Linked DNA regions of Lathyrus oleraceus: region 2 is linked to region 1. Evidence: chromatin contacts called from public Hi-C data. All regions are on one chromosome and are shown on one strand. The core of a region is the stretch at or near the end of the contact, and the rest is flanking DNA. Distances in the headings are between cores, read along the strand shown.

Region 1 (6,888 bases), core at 1,516-4,015:
TGTGTCTCTCACAAAAGTGTTGCTCTAAAATCGAGATTTTTAGAATCCGATAAAAATTCATATATTTTCAAAATTTTAATATATTAAACTAGATTGCTTATGACTAAGATGTGAAGGCCAATTCCATTGAGCATGATGGCCTTATTAGATACGGGCCATGTTTTGCCAACTAATAATGCTGACATGACTCTTGAGTATCTTCAATGCCAACTAAAAAAAATAGAGATGGTGGTATTACATGTGAATCAGTAGCATCCTTGTACACATCAATGTGATCTTCACTGTCACATGATGCAATTTTAAAGATCAAATTGACTTTGTATGAAAATGAATTTGGTGCAGTAAAAAACATGGTTTTATCTCAGCAATTGAATCAACTTATATTAGTATAAGACAATGGTATGACAACTATAGTTTATATCATCTAATAAATATCTCTCTTCTTTCTTTTCTCTTGTATAATGGTCAATGCTTAAAATTAAAGCTATAAATTTTAGCTTTAGCTAGACGCACATCTGTGGCATATTCTGCCATGGAAACAAACATGCAGTAAATTTTCTCCTTATAAAGAAAAGAGATAGATATACTACATATTTTGAAAGAAAGGATCAAAGAAAGACGATGATTAAGGCTATGTTTGGATTGGCTTCTTGAAGCCCCAAACTCACGTTTTATTCCTTTAAATTTAAAAGTGGTCTTATTTTCTTGTTTGGATTTTTTCTCCAAAATCAATTCTACTCTCCTAGAAGCAATTCCAATAGAAGCTACAATTCCTAGCTTTTGAGGTTAGCAAGAATCAATTCTGCATTTATGATATTTTGGTTCTTACAATTTTCCTTCATTGCCCTCTTTAATTTCTTTTCAACTGTTTCTTCTATTTTCAAGCTAAAAACTTAATATTGTTAAAAATTAGTACTATATTTCAATTTAAATTAGTATTGTAATAATATTTTAGTGCTATGTTGCATTTCAAATTTTATTATATATTTGTAATTTTTATTATGTTTAAATATTATTAATTTTGTCTTTTTTATTTATGTGTTTAACCATGTCCATTTTGGTAATTATACATTCAAAATCAATTTTGATAAAAATCATCCAAACAACATTAATTGATAACAATCACTTTTACATAAATGTATCCAAACATAAATCAATTCTGTTAAAATCAATTCTAACAAACTCAATTCTATCAAAATCAATTTTGTTCACCGCCAATCCAAATACACACTAAGCTTTTTTACCTCTTCTTTGTGACTATTTCCTCTCTCTCCCTTCTCCTTCTTTCACATTATATTTCTTTTTATAAATATTGATTTGATCTCATATCTTTATTTTCAAAATATTAAGACATTAATATATGAGTTGTTTGGTTATATGTTGCTAAATATGTTTTTGTTAATTTAATGTAAAATTTCAAATTTACACTAGAATTTTTTTTATTCAATTGAATTTATCTATTTATCTGAATAATATTTTCCTACAAATAAAAGTTATTTTACCACATAACTTGAAATATAGTTGTTGCTTTATCAAATAGATATGTCAGTTTGTTCATCATTGTTAAGAGAACTTTTGACATAAGAGTCTGATACCATACAAGTTATTTTGAAGGCGAATAAAACTGACTATCCCAAAAAACTATATGATAATTAAATATTTGTTAGATAAAATCTCATAAATGTTTATAGCATATAAATTTGGTTAAATATGTCATACATTTATTTTGTTATACCTAAACCCTGATCAATCTAACATATAGTCTACAAAAATTAGAAAAAGTTTTGAATATCATAAAGGAGTTTAAAAACAAGATCATCATCCTATTTTTGAGAAAAAAAATAATCATAGAAAATAACATGTCTTTATCTAAAAACTTTAAGAAATACTAACATGTCTTTATCTAAAACTTTAAGAAATTTAGCGTATGAATAATAATAACATTTATATAATGCTCAACATCTATTTTTTTTATATTTAAAACCTAAAACTTTTAATTGACAATGAACACCTACTTTCTTTCTACTAATGGTAAATCTCTATCATTAATATCCCACCGCTACTATGCCCTGTCCATTGTCACCAAATCTTATTATGAAGTCTCCTCCATGTTCTTCATATTGATTCGATGATGAGTAACAATAATAAACAATCTTTATTTCTGTAAAAAAAACATAATCTTTATAAATTATCAGGATTTTTTAAAATAAAATGGAAAAAAAATATTAAATTGATCATCAAATATATGAGGCTTGAGCTCATTTTACAATAGATTCTGATTATTATATATAAAAAGTTGTAAATACTCCCTCCGTTCCTTTTTAAGTGTCACATTTTGACTTTTTACACATACCAAGAAAGTTAATTATTATTGTTACTTTTTAAACAATAATTCTCATTTTACCTATAATACCCTTAATTATATTCTACATTCATTTTACTTTTTTTTCTCTCTATAATAATTACATAGGGGTAATTTTGACAAAAATGCATTTAATACTACCTTGAATTTTACAAGTGACAATTAAAAAGAAACACAAATTTATCAAGAAAGTGACACTTAAAAAGGAACGGAGGGAGTATTTATAAGAAATCCATACATAACTTTTGAATTTGACTCCATAAGAACGGTACATTCCGGGTAAATTTCCTTTTTTAGAGTAAAAATAGTTATGATCAGACACAAAGTGACATGACATGATATAACTGAATTAACTTTATCAACACACGTTACATAAATAAAATATAAAATCGTATCAAATCTAATCTAATCTAATCTCCTAGAGCTGTACGCACGATACGCTTCAAGATATCACCATCAAATTAATCATGATTAATAACCGAACGAGAATCAATAAATAGATAAGAACAACAGAATCAAAGAGAGAGAGAAAAAAAGAAAGAATTACTAGTACAATTTTGATTTTACAGTCTCTAAAAAGTCATCACATCACCATCTTCTTCTTCTTCAATTTCTCTCTGCTCAGGTACGCATGCTTATTTTGCTTCTTCAATTTCTGTTTTCAGAAACTAGTTGATTATTCTTTTTACCTTGTAGAAATGGGGGTATATCTCAGTACTCCCAAAACTGAGAAATTTTCTGAAGATGGAGAAAGTCACAATCTTAGATATGGTTTATCGTCCATGCAAGGCTGGCGTGCAACAATGGAAGATGCTGTTAGTTGCTAATTTTATCAATTCGTTTTCGTTTTCTTCTATTTCTTCACAAATCTTGAGAAATGTTAATCGTGAGGATTCTAGTGTATTTATTGATTTAGGGCACTGTCTAGTTATCTTTTGTTTCATTGTGATTTCAGGAATGAATGTCATGTTGTTGATTATGTTTTTTAAGTTTGTGTGTTGCAATTCATTCAGTTCATTTTGGCTTGTTTGTTAGTAATATGCTGATGTTTTTCACTCTGTTTTCTTTTGTTAGCATGCTGCATATACTGATCTGGATGGTTCTACTTCGTTTTTTGGTGTTTATGATGGTCATGGAGGTAAGATTTGAAAATATTTGGCTACTTCAATTATGATTCAATAGGTTCTTCTATTAAGTTTTAATTGGGGTTAAGTCATGATGAGAATCCGAACCTGAGAATGACTGTTATTAAATTTAAACCGTCGTGCATATTATTTTTTTATAAAATCATAGTTTGTTAAGGAGAAAATCCAAAAGAAATTGTCTTATTCGTAATCAAAGCTGTGTTATGTATGCTCACTTAATCCCGAAAATTTCAGGTAAGGTGGTTGCAAAGTTTTGTGCTAAGTTTCTTCATCAACAGATGCTCAAAAGTGAAGCATACTTAGTTGGAGATATTGGGACTTCTCTTCAAGAATCATTTTTAAGGTTAGATGAAAACAGGGTCCTATTTATGCTTAATGGAAGTTTCTCTGTATTCTATAACTGAGTGACAAATTGGGTTCGTGCTTGCCCGAGTTTGAGCTGTTATACTATTCAAGACCTTCCATTTGAATCATCAGCTAAAATCTTTGTTTGGTATTTCTTATTATACATCATTTTTTTCTTTAACATAGAGAGACACACTGTTGATAATGGTCTCAATTATATTTACATAGGTGTGTTTCATGCATGGACTAATTGAAGGAAGTATGAAGAAACAATGTATCTTTTTTCATTGACCAGTTGTAGCCCGCATGTTAGTTACTAATCATGGCATTGCATTGCATTGCATCGCATAGTCTTCAACTTATTCTGTTCCATAACTTACATTATAGAGTAGACATGATGTGCGACATTATATCTTACGTCTCTCCTGTTGTGATTTATATAGCAGAAAAAGTTCCACTGGTTCCTAGTGTGTAATTCTCTGTCTCCCCCCTCTAAACTAAAATATGAACTGGTATTTTCATGACTATGCAGAATGGATGAGATGATGCGTGGTCAAAGAGGATGGAGGGAGCTATCAATCTTGGGAGATAAGATAAACAAATTTAGTGGGATGATAGAAGGGTTGATTTGGTCTCCACGAAGCAGCAATGGTATTAGCAGAGCTGATGATTGGGCTTTTGAGGAGGTAGGTCTGACATTTGAGGATAGTTTAATACACATCAGCACAGATTAATTGGATATACTTGGTAGTTGCTGATTCGCCTATAGCTTTAACTTTGAGCAAGGAACTATCATGTTCTTGGATAATAGTATTATGTTTCTCTCGACATGCTTGTTTTATGTGAGCCTGTTATGTTATGTCACACATTCTATGGATCTCCCTGATTTAAATTTATTTATTGGAATCAGGGGCCTCATTCTGATTTTGCTGGACCAACTTCAGGAAGCACAGCGTGTGTTGCAGTTATCAGAAACAACCAGCTTCTTGTTGGAAATGCTGGTGATTCACGTTGTGTGATATCTCGAAAGGGACAGGTAACTCTAGAATGGAAGTTCTTTAATGTTTATTATGCTTACTGCTAACATTGATGTATACAGACAAGTAGTACACAAATGCATATACAGATAAATATAAAATGCTGTTTTCATATGCTTTGAGTCTGCACATTGGAAAAATTGTGTACCTCTCAATTTTATGAGTCAAATTGGTTTGGGGACTGTTTTCTAGCTATTGAAAACGGTTTGTCTCTCTGGCAGACTGCATTTCTCAGTTCTATCGAAGTTATAGATCTCGCGCATGATTACACACATTGTATAACTACTGATCTTTTCTACAGGCATACAATTTGTCCAGAGACCACAAACCTGATCTTGAGATTGAGAAGGAAAGAATTTCGAAAGCTGGTGGTTTTATTCATGCAGGAAGAGTCAATGGCAGTTTAAACCTTACAAGAGCTATTGGTAACTTACCTATGTGATTGTTGTTAACTTTTTTGAAGATTAGTTTAAGCTTCCTTTTTGTTCCCCCTCTTTTTCCAATTTTAACCCAAGTGAACAACCTGGGCCGGGCCTTTGTGTCTTTAGTTCAAGATAATCCATAACTTCTACGAATAGAATGAACAGCTCTGTACTCCTTTTTCTTTATATCTTGTATGCTATATTTTGGTTCTTCACAAGACATGAGGAGTGGTTTCAAAACACATTTGAATTTATGTAGCTGTCTGTTCTTAACAATGATTTTTTCATAAACATTTTTTATGGGATTTTGAGGGGTGAGATTGGGTTTAATCTTTCCATTCTTTAATAAATTTCAATTTACTGCAGGTGACATGGAATTTAAACAGAACAAATTTCTTCCTGCTGAAAAACAAGTTGTAACTGCCAATCCAGATATAAACACCGTAAGTTTGTCAATGTGATGCAATTCAACTAACAGCCTCAGTTATACACATACATGCCATATTTCCCATTTTCTCTATGGTATGTATAACCCATAATTAATTTCATATGTTATGACTTATGATTGATATATTATTTTTGCTTTGATATTATAGGTTGAGCTTTGTGATGAAGATGAATTTATGGTTCTAGCTTGTGATGGCATATGGTACTCTTCTTATGCTTTCATATGTCCATTTTATTCTGAACATTATGATCCATTTGAGAGAGATATCAATAATTTGCTCAATAAAATGTAAAAGTTGATGGTATTTTCAATTTTTAATCACAGATAGAATTTTCATTCTAGGCACACTTTTTAGGCATACAATGTTGTGTTTATACTTTATCATGGGAAAAGTGCATTGTTTCGTGCATGTATACTAGGAAATTACACTCATCTGTTTTAAAGTTTAAACACTGATGTAAACACTCTGGTTTTGGAAATCACTTAGAACTATCCCGTTCTCATATTTCAATAAACTAATACCTTATGTTTGATTTTAGCATATCCAGGTGTTATCTGCTAAAATATTGTGAACACTTGGTTTGATTTTGAAATAGTGTAGGTTGCACATGCCCCTACGTACATCCTATTTTAAAATAATCGTTGATTTCATCTGATTATTTCAGGGACTGCTTGTCAAGTCAACAATTGGTAGATTTTGTTCATGAACAATTGTGTTCGGTGAGATCTAAGTTTTAATTTATTTCCTATTGTTGATCATAGCTGTCATAATTATTCAAAGATTGGGTATACTGATAAATGATATTGAATGCAGTACCTGGTACTTTCATGGACCATCATTCTGCTATTTTTCCTAGCATTTAGTTTGAGAGAATAAATAAATCATTCTGCTAGTGCTCAGTAACATATCATGTTTCTTTGCCATGGACAGCTTACACTAATATTTAATGAACATTTTCTTTTACCGAACCTCAAGTATATCACTTAATGCATTAGAATTTATGGTAAAATCTGCATGGTCGGTAAAAGAGTATTTGAATGATCTAACTATAATTATCTTTCAGGAAACAAAACTTTCCACTGTGTGCGAAAGAGTATTTGACCGGTGTTTGGCTCCATCAACTGCTGG
Region 2 (6,888 bases), core at 2,398-4,897, 370 kb before region 1:
ATCGATCCTGCTCAGTTTAGCAGTTTCAATGCAATTGACAAAACCATGGGCATGACCTAAAGACTAGACAACAGATATTAAATGGGATGCCCAACTGCATTGTAAGTTGTAACCTAACTCTTGGATAGGCTTAAGAGTTCTTTTTCACCCTTTTCAATAGTTGGTTAATATACATACATGCAACAGAACTGCAAATTGGAGAAGGGAAAACCCACAATCCTGTGTGTACAGCCGGAGTCAATGTTGTGTAACCAGCAGCTAGCCAGCATGTTAATTGCAACGAATTATTAAAATTCAAGTCTCACTTTCCACCTCATCATCGTCATCATCCACGTCATCAATGGGAATGTCCTCGCTATAATTACCACCAGGGCCTAGAATCATATACATAAATAATTGATCAAGAAAAAGGAGAAAGATGAAAACTATATACTTACCATACATGTTTACTAGCATAACTTTTGCAATTAGTACTGCACACAAACTAAATCAAATAACCCCTCTTAAGCTTTTTCACATAAAATGCAAATGTAATTGTGTTAGCAGTTGAAACATTCAGAATGAAATGAACAGCGTGCCAACTAAAAGAATAAAAATGATAAACAATAATTTGGAAATATGCCCCCTAGGTATTATTCTCCAACCTTCTCCTCTCTATCTCTTGTATTTGATGCAAAAATGAATTGGTATCCCATGTGTGACCAATAAAGAGGATAAAATTTACCGCTTGGAATTAAAGAAGGATAAGGTGACATGTCCTTTGCTTCAGGATTTCTATCAAGAAGATATGGAAGTTCCAGAAGTCGCAAAAGATATTCTGTCTGAGGATTCCGGGGATTGACTGCAAAAGATAAAATATCTTAAAATTGCAACTTCTATACTTGCATTTTAAGTAATATAAACATGGCAGTACGGCATAATAAAAATATGGAAAATATCGTTATAAGATAACTCAGTCTTCTTTTCTTTCTACATTCTAAAACTATACTATAGAAAAAGGTTAGAAAAATCAATTAGAAAAAGGTTAGAAAAATCAATTAGAAAAAGGTACGGGTGGAGAAGACACAATAGTATTTACTGTATTTAAAAAATACAAAGATCACATACACTTTCACGGACCATTTTTGACAAAATTTTTTTAATAGAAAAACCAATTTAAGGCCTTCTCTTTTGTCTGTTGTAATTTTAAAAAAACATAGAAATCAAATAAGCTGTTTTGAGTAGCTTTTCTTGAAAATCATTTTTTATGCATGATTTTTTTAAAAATAATTTTCATCATTGTTAAGAAACAGAGAATAGTTTTTTTCTTAAAAATCTCTAAACAATAATCTATAAATTATTGAATACTAAAATCCCTTTTCTTTATAATCAGTTACAAATGAGCCCTCAATCAAACATATATACAACATAAAGATGGAAAGAAGCAGTAGTCAACACTTCCTAATCATAGCAAACATCTACAACATACATGCATGGAAACAACACATAAGATGAGTAAGGGTATGATTAGGTAGCTAGGACTTGAAATTAGCCCAAACACTTCATGAATATCCGAAATCAGAGAACAAGCTAAACAAATCTTAATTTCTGGCTTACAATGCAAACATTGTAATGGGAACAAAGACATACCTGCAGAAGCACCCTCAACACCGGCTTGAGAAGGATCATAACATGGAACTGTTCTAACAAACTCGGAAGGTTTACAATCCCTCTCTTGTAGCTTGCTTCTAACCCATTTGCGACAATCTTCCATCTCAAGATTTACACCTCTGTCATAAAGTGCATACAGCTTTATTTTTTTATAATTTTTTCTTGTTGGTGGAGGAAAGGAAAAAACAAGACAACAAATGAAATTTTTTTTAAGGCTTAAATCCAAAATGATATTTAATCACACACACCGAAAATCTGCACCTTTGCGCGTCAAAGGGAATGCATTGTTGAACATTCGTGTTATTGCTAACCATTCTTCATCATACTGAATCTCATAAGGTCCTGCCTCTGATTCAATTTCAACAACCTAAAGGCACATAACACACCACAATTATAGTGACCAACACAAATAATTAAAACAGAAGAATACCTTTGCTTTATGGCTGTACACTTATACCTGTAAGAAATCACGCCCAGGAAGACATTTATCAAGTGCTAGGAATTTTGTCACAGGACCTCCTTCCCCATGCTGAACAAGAGCAGCAAACTTGCAGTGTAAGTGCGCCGAAAACCAGAATTGCGGTTTCAATTTTTCTAGAAGTTGAGCAGCAGCTTTACTCCCAAGTCTTTTTCCCTCTATCTGGAAAAATTACCAACGTGACAAATAAAAAATTTGTCGTTATAGACAGACAATGTGCTATATGTTGTTCAAAGAATATGTATCTACATGACTGCTCCAAAACAATTAACGGCTTCCCATTTACCTTTTATACATTTATATTTCTTACAAAAAAGAAATCTGATACTAGTATACCTTTTCTTATCTTCTAAATGCTACCCAAAAGTACAAGAAAAATGAATAGCTTTAATGCCTAGAATAATAGTAATCATTACTAAAAGCTTAAATTTCATTTACAAATCAACATGAAAAAACTATTGTAATTCTTACCTCTTCCCTGAAGAAAGGCTTGTTTCGCACAAGCTCCTCCCAATCCCCATGATCAGTGATCCTCACCGGCCAATCATGTGAGAGAAAAATATCAATAGGTTCCTCAACTTGCATGAGTTTGCGAACATCATATTCTCGAACATGATAAGCAGACTTGATGGTATTGCGATCATAAGGAGGCCTTTCATAGTGTCCTGCTCCAATAAACAGCTAACATCATATTCTTTATTATATATTTTCAAATCAATACTCTATTTTCACTTACAACTGCAAGGGAGCAACATGAACAAAAAATTGCAATTAATAAACAAACCTGATTTATAATCAAAATGCTTATAAATTCCAGAGAGCCCGCCAATTCGTACATTCCCAAACTTAACCACACCAGCAGCTCCCAAAAAGTATATGTTAGGTGCAGCCCATCCTCCATAATACCTAAAATAGAACAATCACAAAAAATCAACACCTTAGGCTCTGTTTGGATAAACAAAAGCACTTGTGTATAAGCTACTTATATAACAAAACATAAAATTAAGGCCCTGTTTGGATAAACGAAAAAATTAAGTGCCTTTAGAATAAGAACTTAAAGCAAAAGCACTTATCATATAAGTATAAGGAGAAAAACTGAACTGACTCACAGTTCCCATAGATAATTGGAAGCTTCGTGGTTGCCACCAATGAAGATTGTGGGATAAGGAGCAACCTCCAAACCAGAATAGTATTTCCAGAAGGAATTCATGGCTCGGTAACGCTCTGGTACGGCTAGGCTTTTCAAATCATTCTGGTTTCGCACGGCCTGAAAATCGCCACAACAAAGGAGGAGATCGATTTTGGTGTTCTGGGATTTTTCGAGGTGTTGAAGGGTTTTGTAGACATTGTCTAGATCGCCATGCATGCATCCTTCTATGGCTATCTTCATCGTTTCACAGTTCGATCGGAAAAACTGAAGCTAGGGTTTGGGTTTTATCGGAACAATAGTCTCAACTCGACCATTTCTCTGGCTCTGACACCTTTTCTCGGTTATCATTTTGAACCCGCGGTAGATTATTGTTACTGAGCATGTAAAATAAGTTACTGAGCATGAAAAATAAGTTACTTTCATTTTCCTAAAGAACCTTTATTCTTTTTCTAAGAAAGTTTATAAATTTTAACCTGCATTTTTTATTTCTTAGGGTCTTCTTGAATAGTTTAAAACTTCATTATTCTTTCACTATTTAGAAATTGGATAGAGAAAAAAAACAATTATAATTTTTTATTCCATTTTTAGCGTTATAAACACTTAACAAAAGAAATTAATACATACAAAATAACATTTTTTTCTGGTTCAATTTGAGCAGTAGATATGAAAGTATCATTTAGAAAAGCACAAGCAGCATCATCAAATTCTTCCAAAATAACTTTGTTAGCTATGTGATCTATTTCTTTAATGATTGTGTCATAACTTTTTTTAATATTTGTAGTTTTTTTCTCTCATTTCAGCATTTATATCTCCATGTTGTTCTCCTTTTGCTCGATTTTTTTCTAGGCCAATTATCATAATATAATATTGACTTGTTTTTCCATTCGGTCGCTTAAGGTTTTGCCTACACCAAAATAAACAAAATAATGCATCACATAAAAAATTTAATGAGTGAATTCAAATTAAAATAATCCGATTAAATGTATAAAACAATTATAATAAATAATAGATCAATTAGTTTGCTTCAAACTTCATCTTCAACATTCCACATATTTGTCGTTGAATTCCATCCAAACTCACTCAAACCATTCTGAAAAAGGTCGTAACAAAAATTGACCTAAGGTTGATTTTTAGTCAACTATTAACTTTTTGATCAACCAGATGACCAAAGTCAACCACTATTTCTAATCCGTATCCATAATTTCTTAATTCATAAGCCACCTCATTTTGCTTCAAGGACTTCAAACATCTTCTTATTTAGGTGCCATACTTCCATGACATGCCCATTTTGTGTGCCATGCTTTGATGATGCATTTTGCAAGCCAAGGTCACCCTACCAAATTAGTTATGGCCCTGCGTCAAACAACCAACAATTCAATCACAATTTATCAGTGCGAGTTCATAAAGCTAGCATAACATTCAAGCATAGTTATCACATTCACATCAAACACCAAACTGAATGAAATCATAAGTCAAACATAAGACAATGCCAAGGGAGCCCACATTTTTTCTAAACTGGTTCATTACTTAACTAACAGTTAATTAACACAAGTTAACCAATTAACCTTAACACAATTCTAACAATCCTAAACTATCAGCTCCACTACATAGCTAGTCATAACAACCATTAATCCTTAACATTAATTTAAAAAATATATAAACAATTAAGACAAACATAACAACTTGTTCACATAACCTAGTTTCATCCAGTATCCAAACAATGTGGCTAACATTTAGTGTTCAATAGCCGTAACTAGTTAACCTCAAGTTCAAACACTTAGCTAACTAATATCAAAATCAACTAATGCTTCTATTAACTACCATTTTAACTCCTAACATTTCCACTCTTTAGCACATTATAATTAACCATATTCTAACTATCAACTCTAACACTTCTCTTTCAAAACTCTATATTCCACTAACTTATTAACAAAATAACAATTAACCAATTATAAAATTTCGCAACATATTCGACAAGCACCGACACCAATACATGCTAACAAACATTTGAACCAAACTCAAAACCAAATAAATCTAACAAGTCAACTAACTCATTAATTTCATGATTAATTCAACACATTTCAAAGTTCTCATAAACAATCCACACATACCAGTAATGATACAACAAATATGCTAACAGTCCATATTTCACACAATACATAACTTGTTTTCAAATAAACGAACAAATAATCCTTCATATTTTGACATTCATTACCTTCCTATCTGATTACAACTGAGTTTAGTTTCTTCAAGTATTAATGTAGCAGTAACATGACAACTAATTCAAACTAACTTCATGTAAAATTCAAGCTAACTTCATGTAAACTTCAAACTAACTCATCTTACTTTCACTAACTTCAACTAACTAACTTTCCATTAAACTTAACCTGCATAATTCTAAAAGTAACTAACAAGGAACATTTTAACTTCAACTAACTAACATTTTTCATTAAATTAACTCAAGCCAAAATCCGTTCACACATCACCCAACTTAATTTCATTAATATTATACTAACATTCTAACTTAACTACAATGCAATTAACAGACAAAACTGAATCCAAATTCACAATTATAACTGCACAAACATAACATATTAACTAACTATTCAAACTAATTCACTCTAACCGTCACACTTGAAATGAACTCAACAAACTCATTAACTGAATTAGTCTTCACCAATTAACTCAACTTAACAAAATATTAACAGAGTTAACCATCTCTAACTAACTTCTTCTCAATTACACTCGCAATTAACCTCTGCCCAAACTTGATTAACAGAATTGATTGACTGCCCTAATCAGTTACATCACTCTCCTTTATATAACAATCATCATAGGCGAGACTTTTTCCGCTGCCATAATCAGTTACATCACTCTCCTAATCAGTTACATCACTCTCCTTTATATAATAATCACCATAAAAAACGATTGGAATGAAGTATGCTTGATAGTGATTGAACCTTTGCCGCTGCCATACGCGATTTCTGGCGCGGCGGGGAGAGCATCTCAGGCGAGACTTTGAATATGACGTGTTTATGGTGAATGATCTGAAGTGAACTTTGCTTAAATCTTTTCCATCTCACTAGGTTGTGCATCCTGGGCATGAGGCCTTTAAGCCAATTGGGTTACTCACTGCACCCTACCAGTAACACTTGTACCCCCTCCTGGACAATGTGCACAGTGTGTGGGCCTTCTGATTTCAGGCCCAAATAATCCCCCACCATCATCTTTGTGTTACAATATACACCCATACGCCTCTTTTTTATATATTATTTGTTTCTTAATAGTTTTTCTTATTCTTTTATTCCATTTTTATTTATTTTTACATAAAAAATACTTTGAAACAATAATATACTTAGATCTTAGGTTTTAATTGTTTTCCATACTTTGAAATTGACAAAAAATAATAATACACCATTAGTTAGAAATAATCCTTAGTTTGTAGGATAAATTTTCAATTAAAATTTTAGAAAAAGTTCATAATGTTTTTCAGATTAGTTTTAACGTTAGAAATTGATTTGCTTGATAGCACATTGATTTTCTTAGGTTTTAGGTATAAATCTAAATGTTTGATACATATTATGATGCTATTCCTGATTGACTGATTAAC

What was found. Hi-C and Micro-C count contacts between places; a contact is called where the count stands out from the background.
Region 2: a contact with region 1 is called in a Hi-C map of leaf, with 5 times the contacts expected there. The contact joins the promoter of LOC127078917 here to the promoter of LOC127087793 in region 1. A contact is called at or near these places in 2 of 2 Hi-C or Micro-C datasets (both in leaf).

Annotation. Positions count from the first base shown.
Region 1 is chr5:92,363,082-92,369,969 of CAAS_Psat_ZW6_1.0, reverse strand. LOC127087793 (probable protein phosphatase 2C 60) reads left to right here and starts at 2,765. Exons shown (of 11, transcript XM_051028722.1): 1 at 2,765-2,987; 2 at 3,059-3,177; 3 at 3,437-3,500; 4 at 3,742-3,850; 5 at 4,385-4,538; 6 at 4,763-4,888; 7 at 5,191-5,314; 8 at 5,678-5,754; 9 at 5,908-5,960; 10 at 6,425-6,479; 11 at 6,824-6,888. The coding sequence starts at 3,061.
Region 2 is chr5:92,734,205-92,741,092 of CAAS_Psat_ZW6_1.0, reverse strand. It overlaps LOC127078917 (lariat debranching enzyme), which reads right to left and starts at 3,647. Exons shown (of 14, transcript XM_051019331.1): 1 at 3,238-3,647; 2 at 2,913-3,034; 3 at 2,600-2,793; 4 at 2,108-2,290; 5 at 1,899-2,017; 6 at 1,630-1,769; 7 at 725-841; 8 at 300-374; 9 at 178-258. The coding sequence starts at 3,518. It overlaps LOC127087801 (a long non-coding RNA gene), which reads right to left and starts at 6,382. Exons shown (of 2, transcript XR_007790041.1): 1 at 6,239-6,382; 2 at 4,297-4,631.